Regions from separate parts of the Gossypium hirsutum genome. Here region 2 is linked to region 1. The links are chromatin contacts, called in public Hi-C maps. All regions are on one chromosome and are shown on one strand. The core of a region is the stretch at or near the end of the contact, and the rest is flanking DNA. Distances in the headings are between cores, read along the strand shown.

What was found. Hi-C and Micro-C count contacts between places; a contact is called where the count stands out from the background.
Region 2: a contact with region 1 is called in a Hi-C map of leaf, with 6 times the contacts expected there. The contact joins the promoter of LOC107886661 here to the promoter of LOC107886476 in region 1. A contact is called at or near these places in 10 of 34 Hi-C or Micro-C datasets (anther, callus, hypocotyl and 2 more).

Annotation. Positions count from the first base shown.
Region 1 is chrA03:96,567,171-96,573,738 of Gossypium_hirsutum_v2.1, forward strand. LOC107886476 reads left to right here and starts at 4,296. Exons shown (of 15, transcript XM_016810447.2): 1 at 4,296-5,023; 2 at 5,910-6,068; 3 at 6,199-6,310; 4 at 6,420-6,557. The coding sequence starts at 6,049.
Region 2 is chrA03:96,704,740-96,711,307 of Gossypium_hirsutum_v2.1, forward strand. It overlaps LOC107886661 (BTB/POZ domain-containing protein At1g67900), which reads left to right and starts at 3,420. Exons shown (of 4, transcript XM_016810705.2): 1 at 3,420-4,315; 2 at 4,401-4,470; 3 at 4,559-5,824; 4 at 6,265-6,568. The coding sequence starts at 4,257.

The sequences.
Region 1 (6,568 bases), core at 3,046-5,545:
GTTTGACAAATCTATACGAGCGAACCCACAAGTTCGCAAAGGTAGGGGAGATTAAAAAGGCATTATGTGGCACCTTTCAAAAGGAAAACAGACAGTTTAAGAACAGAGAGGAAGCTTGCAATAGGCATGACCCTCCTAATTAGTCATTGCAAACAAGAGGTGATAGGCGATAGGGAGAAAAGACGCAGAGTGATTCTCCTAGGGCTTTTCAAAGGTCTCAATTAAAACATACTAAGAAATACATTCCCTAGGGTAGGTTCGAAGTTTACACTCCTTTGAATGCTACACATACTTACATTCTAAACTAGGTGAAGAGTTTTGGTATCAGGCTTAAACCATCTTCAATGAGGCATAACACGAGAAGTTCGAACTGAAAAGATAGATGTGTCTTTCACAATGACGTTGGGTACAAGACTGAAGATTGTTTCACTTTAAAAGATGCTATCGAAGAAGTAGTACAAAATGACAAGCTAGTCGAGTTTGTTGATCAGGGTGTTTCCTAGCAGGGTCAGAGCTCGTGTGGTGATCCTAAGGGTAAACAAAAGGTTAAATGTATAATCCATGTAATTGTAGGTACAAATAAAGAATATATAGGTTTCAGTGAAAAAAGGAAGGCACATATGAGAAACATGATGTATGTTAGCGCTCCTAAGAGATCATGTCAGTGGGGAAAATAGAGCGTTGAATTTGGTAATAATGATGAAGAGTTGGTATGCGACTAAAAGGGTAATGATCTGATGGTTGTTTCTGCGAAAATCGTAGGTTTTGAAATTAAAAGGATACTTGTAAATAGTGGAAGTGCAGTGGAGGTTATATATTGGGAAACATATTAAAAAATGGAGTTGAAAGAGTAAACTTTGTCCAGAGCTAGCTCGTTGTATGGTTTTGCGAACCATCTAGTCAAGATAAAGGGCTCAATCACTTTACCTGTTCACTTTAGAGGATGGCGAGCACACGACTATGAAGTACGTTCAGTTTTTGTTGTAAACCATCCCATGGTGTACAATTCTATATTCGAGCATCCAATAATGAGATGAAAAAAATTTTGGTTGTAACGTTCTGCATGAAGATCAAATTCCTAACAAGGACAATGGTTGGGTTCTTACAATTAGATTAGCGAACTGCGAGGCAATGCCCTATGTTGTCTGTCAAACAAGCGTGTGAGCTCATAGTTGGAGGACAGAATTCACAATGGACAAAAACTTTGAACTTGGATAGCCTAGATATGAGCGATTAAGAGAGAAGTAAGAAACCCGAAACAGTAGAGCATACTGAGACTTTACAGCTATTCAGTGATAATAAAGAAAGAACTATAAAGATTTCATCAGTGTTGGTAACTAAGGAAAAGAACATATTGGTTTACTATCTGAGAAAGAATTCAGATATTTTTTCTTGGTTAGTAGCAGATATGCTAGGGGTGAACCCCCAGGTAATCGTCCACAGGTTGAATGTACTCCTAGAGACAAAGCCAATTAAGCAAAAGAAGAGGAAGTTCACTCCGTAGGTGGTGGAAACAATAAGACAAGAGGTAGCTAAACTGTTATCAGTAGTTTTTATTAAGGAAGTTAAGTATCCAAATTGGGTCTCGAATGTGGTTATGGTGAAAAAAGCAAATGGCAAATGAAAAATGCGTACCTTAAGGAAAATTTCCCTTTACCTTCGATTGGCCATTTGGTTGATGCCTTTGTAGGTCATAGGTTCATGAACTTCTTGGACACTTTCTTAGGTTATAACTAGATTTTGTTGGATCAGGGTGACCAAGAAAAGCAAATTTCATCACTAAAGAAGAGTTTTTCTACTATCGAGTTGTACCTTTTAGTCTCAAGAACATGGGAGCAACTTATCAAAGATTAGTGTACAGGATTTTTAGAAACCAAATAAGGCACAAACTTAAGGTATGTATAGATGACATGTTGGTGAAAAGTGGATTTATGAAGGAGCATGTGTGGAGCTTGTCAAAAGCGTTCGTAGTTTTGAGGGCCCATAAGATGAAATTAAATCCTAAAAAGTGTGCGTTCGACATGTGAGCTGACAGATTCTTAGGTTTCATGATTTCAGAAAAGAAAATAGAGGTGAACCTAAAGAAGATCCTGTGCTTCTTGCGCATGTCCCTTAGAACAGCTCATAGGTCCATAACTTTGTTAATTTCTCATGATATATTGGTAGTTTCCTCAGAGGCGTCTTCTGAACTACGAGTTGTACCTATACCACCAACAATCCCAGTATCAAAAGGATCAATTATCAAATTAATATTAGTATCGCTTTCTACTTGCGAGGAGATCACCAGAATCTAGGGGCGAGGCCTTATCCTATAGTAACTGTAAAAGAAGTTCTTGGTTTCCTTTTTAAATCTTGTTAGAATTAGACCCAAGTCATCATTGGTGTCATTTGCTACATAGGGCCATGTCTGTCTTTCAAGGTCTGCACCTAAAGCTTCAGAAACTTCTCTGTTGTCACCTCGCCTATATCTATCGAGGCTAAAGTCCTCTAAACAGAATTGAAATACGTTTCTCACGGTTATAAGATCTTCAATAATAGGAAATTGCTAGCACGAAGCCTTTACAACTGGGCTGAACTACCATTTGTCTTTACAGTTCGCCTGAATGAACACGTGTCCTTATTAGATGCGAACCACTCTGTAGGAAAACTAAACCCGTCTGTGAGCCTACATCTCACCCTAATATATTTTCTCCAGTTCAGCTAAAGATTAGCACATTTGTTCGTAATTATGGTCTCACCTTTATCATAAGGGGAAAAATTGTAAAAGCCCAATGAGTTCCCTCGGTTTTGGGCCTTTAATAGATATAAGCTTCGGAACACCACGAGCCATGGTGCTTTGTTATGTTGGCAGTAATCAATAAAATAAGCCATTGTGGTCCACCAAGAGAACCCACAGAGTTAACGAAGAGCAATCTGGTAATCTTGAAGAAGATGACAGAAGAACGGATACAAGGGCAAGTGGAACTTTACTTCTAGAGCATGGAGGAGGAGCAGAAAGCTATCATCACTAGTATCACTGAGCCTGTGAAGCCTCTTAGGGATGGAAAATTTGCAAGTAAAATTGGGGATTTGAATCTCCCGTGCACTCAAAACTCGACCTATTTCTTCATATTTTTGTAGCACAGATGAAGAAATTGGCTTCTATAATGACCTTTGAAGCACACTCTCGCGGTGGACAACAGAGAATTATTCGACCATCAGCACTCCTCATTTTCGACATGTTTTTTTTATGTAGAAAGAAAAGAAAAGGAAAGAAGATGTTACCTTGAAGAAAATCTCAATCAAGCCTATTTGTAGGAAATGTTAAGATTGTGAGTTTAGGGTTTCCAAAAACCTCTTTTAAATAAGTTTCTCTTCCCTGTGTTTTGACAGTTCAAATGACCGAGAAACACCAATGGTCAGATACAAACAGACGCGATCTATTCGTACACGTGGAAAAGTTAACGTCATGTCCCAGTAGTTGCTGCGTACTCAGCAAGGCTATATAAATGGGAAGTGATGGCTCTAAGGAGTGCCACTTTATAGCCTTCTTTAAACCCAATAGGGATGATTAGATTGTTATGTACTTATAATCACCAACCTAAGAATTAGATAAGGTCTAGGTCGCCAACCCGCGACCTGAAAGTTCACAGGGGGAGCTCACAAGGGAACTCGCTGTCTCAAATCGCATATATCCGAGTTCGTATATGGGGGACACGAAGTCTAGCAAGTAGCCTAAAATAGTACATGTGTTGTACATGCATAAAGTCTACTAAGAACATCAATTCCACAAACAATAATCATGTATATAAATATTCGATTATCCCTTTTAATGAGACACAATGGAAAGTTACTCAACAAAAATAAATTATTTTCTATGACATCAGTGATTCAATCAGTAGTAAAAGAGAGTGTTTATTTGGTGTTTTGAGTTTAAATTTTATTATACGCATATATATTTTTAGAATTTATTTGTTATTTATTATTTACCATTTAAAAACTTCAATAAATTGCTTTTATTTTGTTTTTCTTTGGAATTTATTTATTATTTACTATTTTCATAATCGAGACCTATGAAAATTAAAAAAAAAAAGGCGCTATTCATTTATAGCTCTAGATTTAAGTCTAATAAAAAACGGAATGAAATTTCAAATTTGATTTAAGAGTCCGGTTGATGGGTGCGTAAAGGCAATACTTAAAGTAATATTTACCATTTAAAAAACTTTAATAAAGTGCTTTTATTGATTAAAAAATTGAACATGAATTATATTTTTTGATTTATTTATTTTATATAAAGGCAAAGGAAAGGCACATGCGTAACTTTTTTTCATTTGTTCCTTCACACGCTTTTATCCGATTACACCTACACCCAAAACAAAAATGAGAAGAGTAAATTTAAGACGGTTAAGAAAATTAGTTGGCAGGAAATCTAGGAAGTTTCAGTTGGGGGCTGGCAATTTGAATGTCAAAACCTCCCCCATTGCACCTGTCCATTCACCCATTCATCCATTCATCTAATATATATGTTTAACTTTGTTCCAGGGTACTATTTGCATATTAACTACATTTTTCTTTTAAATATTTATATAGCGAAAAAAATAAGAACCCAAATTCTAATTTCAATCTCTGCTCATCAAAACTTAGAAACAGTAGAAACATTTTTCTAATATCTTCTCTCTTTTTCCTTCATTTTCTCTGTTTCTTTCCCCAGATTTTTTAAAATTTTACGATTTCTTTTCTTCTACCAAAAAGTAGTACAGAAAAAAAGGATAGAATTCTTTTCTTTTTTTTTTTGGGGAAACTGAAATTCATCGTTCAGTTTCAGGTCTTTTTTCCTTCAAGTTTTCTATATTTTTTTTTCTGTTAGTAAGGCAATCAAGAAGTTCGTTCTCTCAATTCTCGAGAGAGAAGCATAAACTTATTTCTTGCATATTTTCAGTTAAAGAGGAGAAGGTGATTTTTCTCGTGATTTAGAGCCATTTTAAATACAGTTTCAGTTTCCATCAGATCCTTTTCAGTTGTTCTCAATTATCTTTCCATTCAGGTAAGTAAATATTTGTAGTTTCTTTTCTTTCATTTAGCTTAGTTTTCCGTTTGTTTCTCGAGGAAATTCATCGTCTCACCTGCAGCCTATATAATCATTCAATTATTTTAAACCTTTCTAATTAGATTTTGAATCTTTGATTCGTTATTTTAGTGTATCCATTTTTTGCTCGTACTTACTTACTTTCTTTTCTTTTTTATCTGGTTAATAAATTTTATTTATTGTTTGAAATTTATTGGACCAAAAAAAAGTAATAGGAAAGGAGTTGAATCTGAGATTTTTAAAGGAATAAAACCTGATTTTAAGCAAACTTTGAGGTCAGGTTTATGTTTTTGGTCATTTTGTTCAGTATTATATTTCAACCTAAGCAACGCAAGGTTATGCTATTAACTAAAATAAAATAAAATCTCGGTATTGCAGTTTTTTAATTCTACAATTGTCGGATATTAGTTAAAAAAGAAAAGAAGGGAAAGACACATGTCTACTTGATTATGGAGTTAATAGAATTTATGATAGGAATTTCTCTGGTTTTGTGATTGTCCGGCGACCGTGATCTTTTGTCCAGGGGATAGCACATGGTTGCTTACTTTGTTGCGTTATGTGGAAGAGGTTCTTAGACGCTTCTTATGGGGATTCTTACATCTTTTTACAATATAATAAGATCCTTGGGTTAAGTGTTAAAGGCCGGAGTAATTAGCTTGTCTTTTCCTGTCTGCATAAACTGGTAAAATTGATTCAACTAGGATATCAGCTTGGAATTAGGTGCCATTCCCATGAAGTTGCTGTTTGAATCTCAGTTCTTGTTGGTGTGCATCTTGGTTTCTTTTAACTGTAACTATTGTTTTGCTTCATCATTTTAGTTTTAATAATAAAATTTGTTATTCAGGTCCTTTTGCTGAGGGTCTCTCTTTGTTTCATGGAGAATGGGCAACTGAATGCCTGCTAATTAATGCTCAAAGCCTCTTGCAATCTGAATTGCCCATAGTTTGTTGTGAATATACAATTCAGACGAATTTTTAAATAGAATGGGGATCTTTACACGCAGGTGCATGACTTATGGCGCCCTTTTAATTAAAAAGAATAAAGTTTATATTGTGTCTTATTGTGTATATCTATAGAAAAGGTTACTTAGATGTGGAAGTTATTTAACTTTTATTCCATCTTGGTGACTGCAGTACGGTTAGTAGAAAGCCAAATGAGAGCATGAGGCTTATTGTGACAACATTTGTTGGAGTAGTTTTTGGCTTCTTAATTGGATTATCTTTCCCAAAATTGTCATTAACAAAGGTAGGCAAACCATTTCCCCCTTTTAATTTTATTTTCATTATTATGCATCTAGCAATAATGATCTTTCTCATCTGCGTAATGGAACTTTTGTGCTGTCTGAATTTGGCAGTTCAATATATCATCTGGCATTCTTACGACCATTGATATCAAATACACTGAATATACCAACTCAGTCCCCTCAGGCTCAACTCCTTTGCAGCATCCGATTGATAATAATAGAAGCTCTGCTAATGCCACATCAAAGAAGGTATTTTTACT
Region 2 (6,568 bases), core at 2,170-4,669, 140 kb after region 1:
CGCGAACCTCAAGTTATGGCGGTTTACTTGAGAGAAAAGACTTAAAAGAGTAGCCTAAAACCCATCATTTACCAACTGCTACTGTGATGTTCAGGCTTTACTTATTAACTAATCCTCTTACTTTGTCCATAAATCCCACCTAATGTTGATGATTAGAGACAAGTATTCTGAGATAGTCATCGTACACTTTGACTTAAACATTAGACATGTTGCCATCATTTTGTTTTTGGCATATGGTTAATGATCATGACTGGACAATATGCTATTTTTGGTGGGAAAATGTTAAAACAACTATACAAGTATCGCTATTCACTTTTAACTAGATTATCTATTCATAACTTCTCCATAAATTTGTAGGTTCACCAGTAGAAAAATCAGACATTAGTAAGTCAAATTAATGGGGTTGGACCAACTAACTAATGGCAGGAGGTGGAACTTCAACTTGTGTGAGAGTTAGGACCTTCTTCTTCCCCTCTGTGTAAAATTTGGTTAACTCGGGTCGGGCCAACTCAGTAGAAACACAGAAACCCCACATGGGAAAAAGCTGAAAGTGACTTTTTGTTGGAAAGCAGGGGCAGATGAGGTGGTGACACCGTGAGAAGACTGAGCTGAAGGTTAAAATTCATGAGTCTCTATTACAACATCAACATACCAATCTGGCAGAGATGGTCGTTAGGGTGTGCGTGTGAGTTACTTTTGTTAATATGCACACGAAATTCCAAACCCTAAAAAGGGAGTTTACATAACATGACAGACAGACAGCGATGACACAAGCTTGTAACCTTTGCTCAACACCTAGAGTATTACCAAATAAACCAGACAAATAGCTTTAAATATCATCACCAGTCCTTCCAAGTTGCCAGCATTTTTCTGATGACTAGACTTAAACTTAATTTTGGGTGTCGGGTGCAACCCTGATCACCGAGCATTTCACTGTTATGGGCCCATCTTTTATCTCTCTGTGCTTAACTTGTATGTTATGTAAATATCAAACTCAATAGTTATTTGCTGCAGATATTGTTTTTGTTGGAATGAACTTTGGAATTTCCAGCACGAAAATGTACAGAGAAAAAAGTGTATATTCTTCTGTGAAAGACAAATTCGTTTATTATTGCTTTGAAGTTTGATAGAATCTTGAAGTTCCTTGATTTCCCTAAGTAAAATCCCTGAAAGAACAAACGGAACAATGGTGCATTAGGGAGGATCCCACATCAACCTGTCAACGATCAAGATTGCACATTTCTATAATAATTAAATTAAAAAGTATTAAAAGTAAAGAAAAAATAAGTTTTAATATATATATTATGTATATGTTATTTGGAGAATTAAAATTAGTAAATAAAATAAAAGAAATTTAATAATTTTTGCCTGCTTCAAGCGGGAAAAGAAAAAAACTATTATAATACTTTTTTAACTATACTTAAATGGTTCGTATAAAAGATAAAGAGAATAAAATAGGCAAAATTAATAGTATATGCAAATTTCAGAAATTTTTTATTTTTGATTTTTTTTTTCATAATTTTTAAATCTGGCAGAAATTTTAGCAAGAAACTATTTGGTTCATTCATCTAATGTAGATAGATAATTTATCTATTTTTTTAATAAAGAGATTAACATGTAATCCAAAATATAATATAAGGACTGTTATGGTAGTTTTACCGCAACTCAATTAGTGAGGTAACAAAATTTGGGGTTGTTAAAAGAGGTGAAAGGGCCAAGGTTGAAAGCACCAAAATTCAACCCTTGAGGATCCAAAAGGGTTTCCATTGAAAGAGTGGTGGGGTCCTACAAAAGGACGAGTTGTCGGTTGGCCACCCCGTTGGGTAGCACAGACAAGGACCATCAGTACACCCATTTTTGGATCACCTTTTCTTTTCAACATAGGATTTGAATTTTGACATCAATTTATACCCACATACACTTCACCATTATCCAATGCCACTCATTTCTTCACAAATTATCCTTCTCTTTACCCATCATATATCATTTCTTTTTAAGTTTTTTTTTTATTTTAGGATTAAATATTAAATTTATATATGATTTCTAGTTTAATGTGTAATTCGATACACAAAATTTGAATTGTGTGAAACTTTGATTTTGATGCAATTGTGTAGATTTAAAAAAATAATTACATGCATTCATTTTCATAGTGAATTAATATATTTTAATAAACTTTTGGATACGTTGCTATTAATTTTGATACTTATTGCATAATTTTTATTTAAGTGTAGTGCGAGTCTAAAATGTAAAGAACAAGTGAAAACATGAAATCACATTAAAGATTTGGATATGAGAGTAATAATTTGATATACAAAGTTTTTTAAACTTTAAGATTATTTTATTTTTATTTAAATATTATTTTTAAATATATTTATTAGGAGTTAAATTAAGATTAGGTTTTATCCCTTATATTTTATTTAGATAAATATTTAATTTTATCTTTAATAATTTATTTATGAATAAAATACAAGGAAAAAGTTGGCATGGTTCAATGCGGAGTGCATTTGGGTGATGTCATGGCATAAAGTGATCTAATTTAAATGATTCATACGGTTGATATCATTAATTGGAGTCGAGTTCTTCTAGTTGCAAGGTTATCGACGGATTAAATTGTAGAAGCATCTTTCAGGCTTATTAGTTCAGTAATGGTTAACAATTGAGCGATTCTTGTAGTTAATTTACAATTAAGGAAGAATTGATGGCTAAGGTTTTTGATCACTATAAACTGCTTACCAATGAATGAGAAGACATTCATAGTCCGTAATAAATTTCGGGACTAAGACCGACGTCTTACCCGAGGCTAAAACATTCATAAATTGGCTTTGCCTTATTTAATTTCAAAACCAGTTTTTATTTACTGTTTTACTGTTGTTCGATTTTTATTTATTTGATTTCGTATTATTTTAATCTCCCTTAATTTATTTTATCAAGACTCCAAACGAAGTACCTTAATTGTGAAAATTCGAATACTATCAGACCAGATGGATCCTAATATTTTATATTTTATTTTTAGACATAGTATCTAATTTTGGTATTTGATGAGATAAATGGCAGTGTATGGAGCAGTGAAAAGTGTAGGTAAAGCTTTAGAACATGAATGATGTGTGTTGGTTGAAGTGAAGAACACATATTTTCCTATGAAACCATGAAATGCTCATCATTCTTGCTGAACCCACATTCATGTCCTGTTACTAAAATAAATATGATTCAATATTTGATAAATGAATCCCTTGAAGAAGCTATATTTAATCCATCCAGATATAATATGCAAAGTGCAAAGCCGTCGATAAGGATTGTAAAAGGCTTTAAAGCATAAAGGCAACTATACATGATACTCTGTTCTTTTTTTTTTTTTTTGTAAAGCTAGAAGATAATTATTTAAATGACAGACACTTTTTTTTTCTAAAATCATATTTGATTTTATTAAAAAATAAAATAGTAAACGAGAATGAAGAGGCGTACGGTGTGGCGTATAGATAAACTAGAGTTTGACTAAAATAATCCAGGGGTGTGCGTACAGGTGAAAACATCAATGATGAGAGGGAAGGGGCACTAGTGGGCGCAGGTTAAGCACGTGGCTGCTTCCTGTCTCATTTTGCACGCTACCATGGCTTCGTCTTATGTGTTAGTAACTCTCTCACAAGACACCGCAGATTGACCTTCATAGCCTTCTACACTTGAAAGTTGGAGAAACCATATTTTTTTTTCGATATTACAAAAGCCTTACTATATTCAGACATTTTTTAAAAAAATTACAGAGTTTTCTTTTCCCTATGTACTCAAGTTGAATTTTCCGATGAATGATTGGGAGATGTTTGTGAATAGTATCAAAAGCGTTAAATTTCAGGTAGCTGTCTCAGAAAAAGAACACTTATTTATTCGAGTGTGTGAGACAGTGTTTCTACTTTAGAGTAAGGCAGTGAGAGAGAGAGAGTTGGTTTATGGTTGATTGAGTTGGTGAGAGCTTTAGAATACTTAAATATTGATGGGAATGCAATGGTTTTGATTCCTTGTTTATATATCCTAATCAGATGGGTATCTGTCTTTTCCATGATTTCATCTTCTGGGCTTTGATTCCTTTTATCCTTTCTTCTTGGATAACCTCTCCTCTCCAGTAAAATCGTTTGTTTTTACTCCCTATTTAGAAGATTTTGAAACTTTCTGGAGTTTGAGCTCTTCTTTCTTTCCTTTTCTGGTTATGGTTTGCTTTTAGGTGAAGAAAAAACCCAACCCATAAAACAAAAGCAAAATCAGTCATGAAGTTTATGAAACTAGGATCTCGGCCTGACACTTTCTACACTAACGAGGCTGTAAGGTATGGCTTTTCAGCGATTGAAGCCAAATGGTTTTCTTTTCCCTTATTTGAGGGAAGCTGCCATGAATTTGTTTTGTTGATGCAGGTCTGTCTCTTCTGAAGTCACTAGTGACCTTATAGTCCAAGTGAAAGGAAGTAGATATCTACTTCACAAGGTAAAGTTATTTAAGACTGATATATGTTTCAATTGAATTATGTTGTTTTTCTTTTATATGCTTATCTGCAAATTCATTCTACATGCAGTTTCCTCTCTTGTCCAAATGTTTGCGGTTGCAGAGGATATGTTCCGAATCCCCTGAAACATTACAGCACCAGATAGTACAAATACCCGACTTCCCTGGTGGAACTGAGGCGTTTGAGCTTTGTGCTAAGTTCTGTTATGGTATCACAATCACTCTCAGCGCCTATAACATCGTAGCTGCACGATGTGCGGCTGAATACTTGCAGATGACCGAAGATGTGGAGAAGGGGAATTTAGTTTACAAGCTCGAAGTTTTCTTCAATTCCTGCATCTTACATGGTTGGAGGGACTCTATTGTGACTCTTCACACCACCAAAGCCTTTCCTTTATGGTCTGAAGACCTTCGGATTACGAGCAGATGTATCGAAGCCATTGCTTTGAAAGCGTCCACACACCCTTCCAAGGTGAGCTTGTCACATAGTCATTCGAGAAGGGTCCGGGATGATGTATCATGTAATGGCGTAGAGGGCCAGCGGCAACGACCAGCAGCCAAAGGTTGGTGGGCTGAGGACATTGCTGAGTTGGGTATTGACCTTTACTGGAGAACCATGATTGCAATTAAATCTGATGGCAAAATACCCTCTAATCTCATTGGTGAAGCATTGCAAATCTATGCATCTAGATGGCTACCTAATATTTCAAGAAAAATAAAAGCTACCAGAGAACCAGCTGGGTCCACCTCGGATTCGGACTCAGCTAGTGAGGTTACTTCGAAATCTAGGCTGCTGTTGGAGTCAATAGTGAGTTTGCTTCCATCGGAGAAAGGCGCTGTTTCGTGCAGTTTTCTACTTAAACTCTTGAAAGCAGCCAACATTCTTAATGTTTCATCTTCTTCAAAGATGGAATTGGCTCGAAGGGTGGCACTTCAGGTAGAGGAAGCAAGAGTCAGTGATATGTTAATACCCTTATCAAGCTCAAGCAATACCCTCTATGATGTAGACATAGTCCTTACAATTTTGGAGCAATTCATGTTACAAGGACAGAGTCCACCAACTAGCCCTCCAAGATCGAAGCTGGGGACTGAAAGGAGAAGACGATCTCGTTCAGCCGAGAACATCGATTTTAAGCTTCAGGAAAGTAGGAGATCTTCTTCAGCATCACACAGTTCCAAACTGAAAGTAGCCAAAATTGTAGATGGGTATCTGCAACAGATTGCCAAGGACATAAATTTACCTCTATCAAAATTCATTGCAGTAGTTGAGACAATCCCCGATTTCTCCCGGCTCGACCATGACGAGCTTTACCGAGCCATTGACATTTATCTCAAGGTAACAAAAAAAAAAGGAAAGAAAGAAAACTGATTTCATGCTGTCATTAGTTTGCCATATTTCAGACTTGTGTTGAATTCTAACAATATTGCTGCATTACCATTTAGGTTGTGGATCACCACTTTCAGAGGATAACTAAACTAAACCAACTCTATTGACTTAGTAGCCTTTTTCATGTTCTTGATTTAGGTGCAGTTAGGATACAGCTGACCTAACGAATGTAGCATAAATGATTTTACATTCTGCTGACTAAAATGTGACCGCAATTCAAATGCTCCCTTTGTTGACATTTACAGAGTTGTATTTCCTTGACTTTCATCATGGAGGGAAATCCTTGGCATAATTGCAATCATATCATTGAATAACATTAGCATTAAATAATTCTATTAGTGCTCACATGAAGGGCAGATAACCCTAGTTCTTGTTTTTCGAATATCCAGGCACACCCTGACCTAAACAAGAGTGAAAGGAAAAAACTGTGCCGCGTTCTAGACTGCAAAAAGCTCTCTGTTGAAGCCTGCATGCATGCTGCTCAAAATGAAAAACTTCCGCTTAGAGTAGTGGTACAAGTTCTGTTCTTCGAGCAAACTCGAGCTGCGACGACCGGGCACAAAGTGACTGACCTCCCTAGCAACATTAAGGCACTTTTAGCCTCTCATAACATTGATCCATCTAAGCCTCCAAGGGCTTTAAGCACTACTACTAGCATTCCAGGAGATGACCAATGGAGTACCGTCTCAGGCC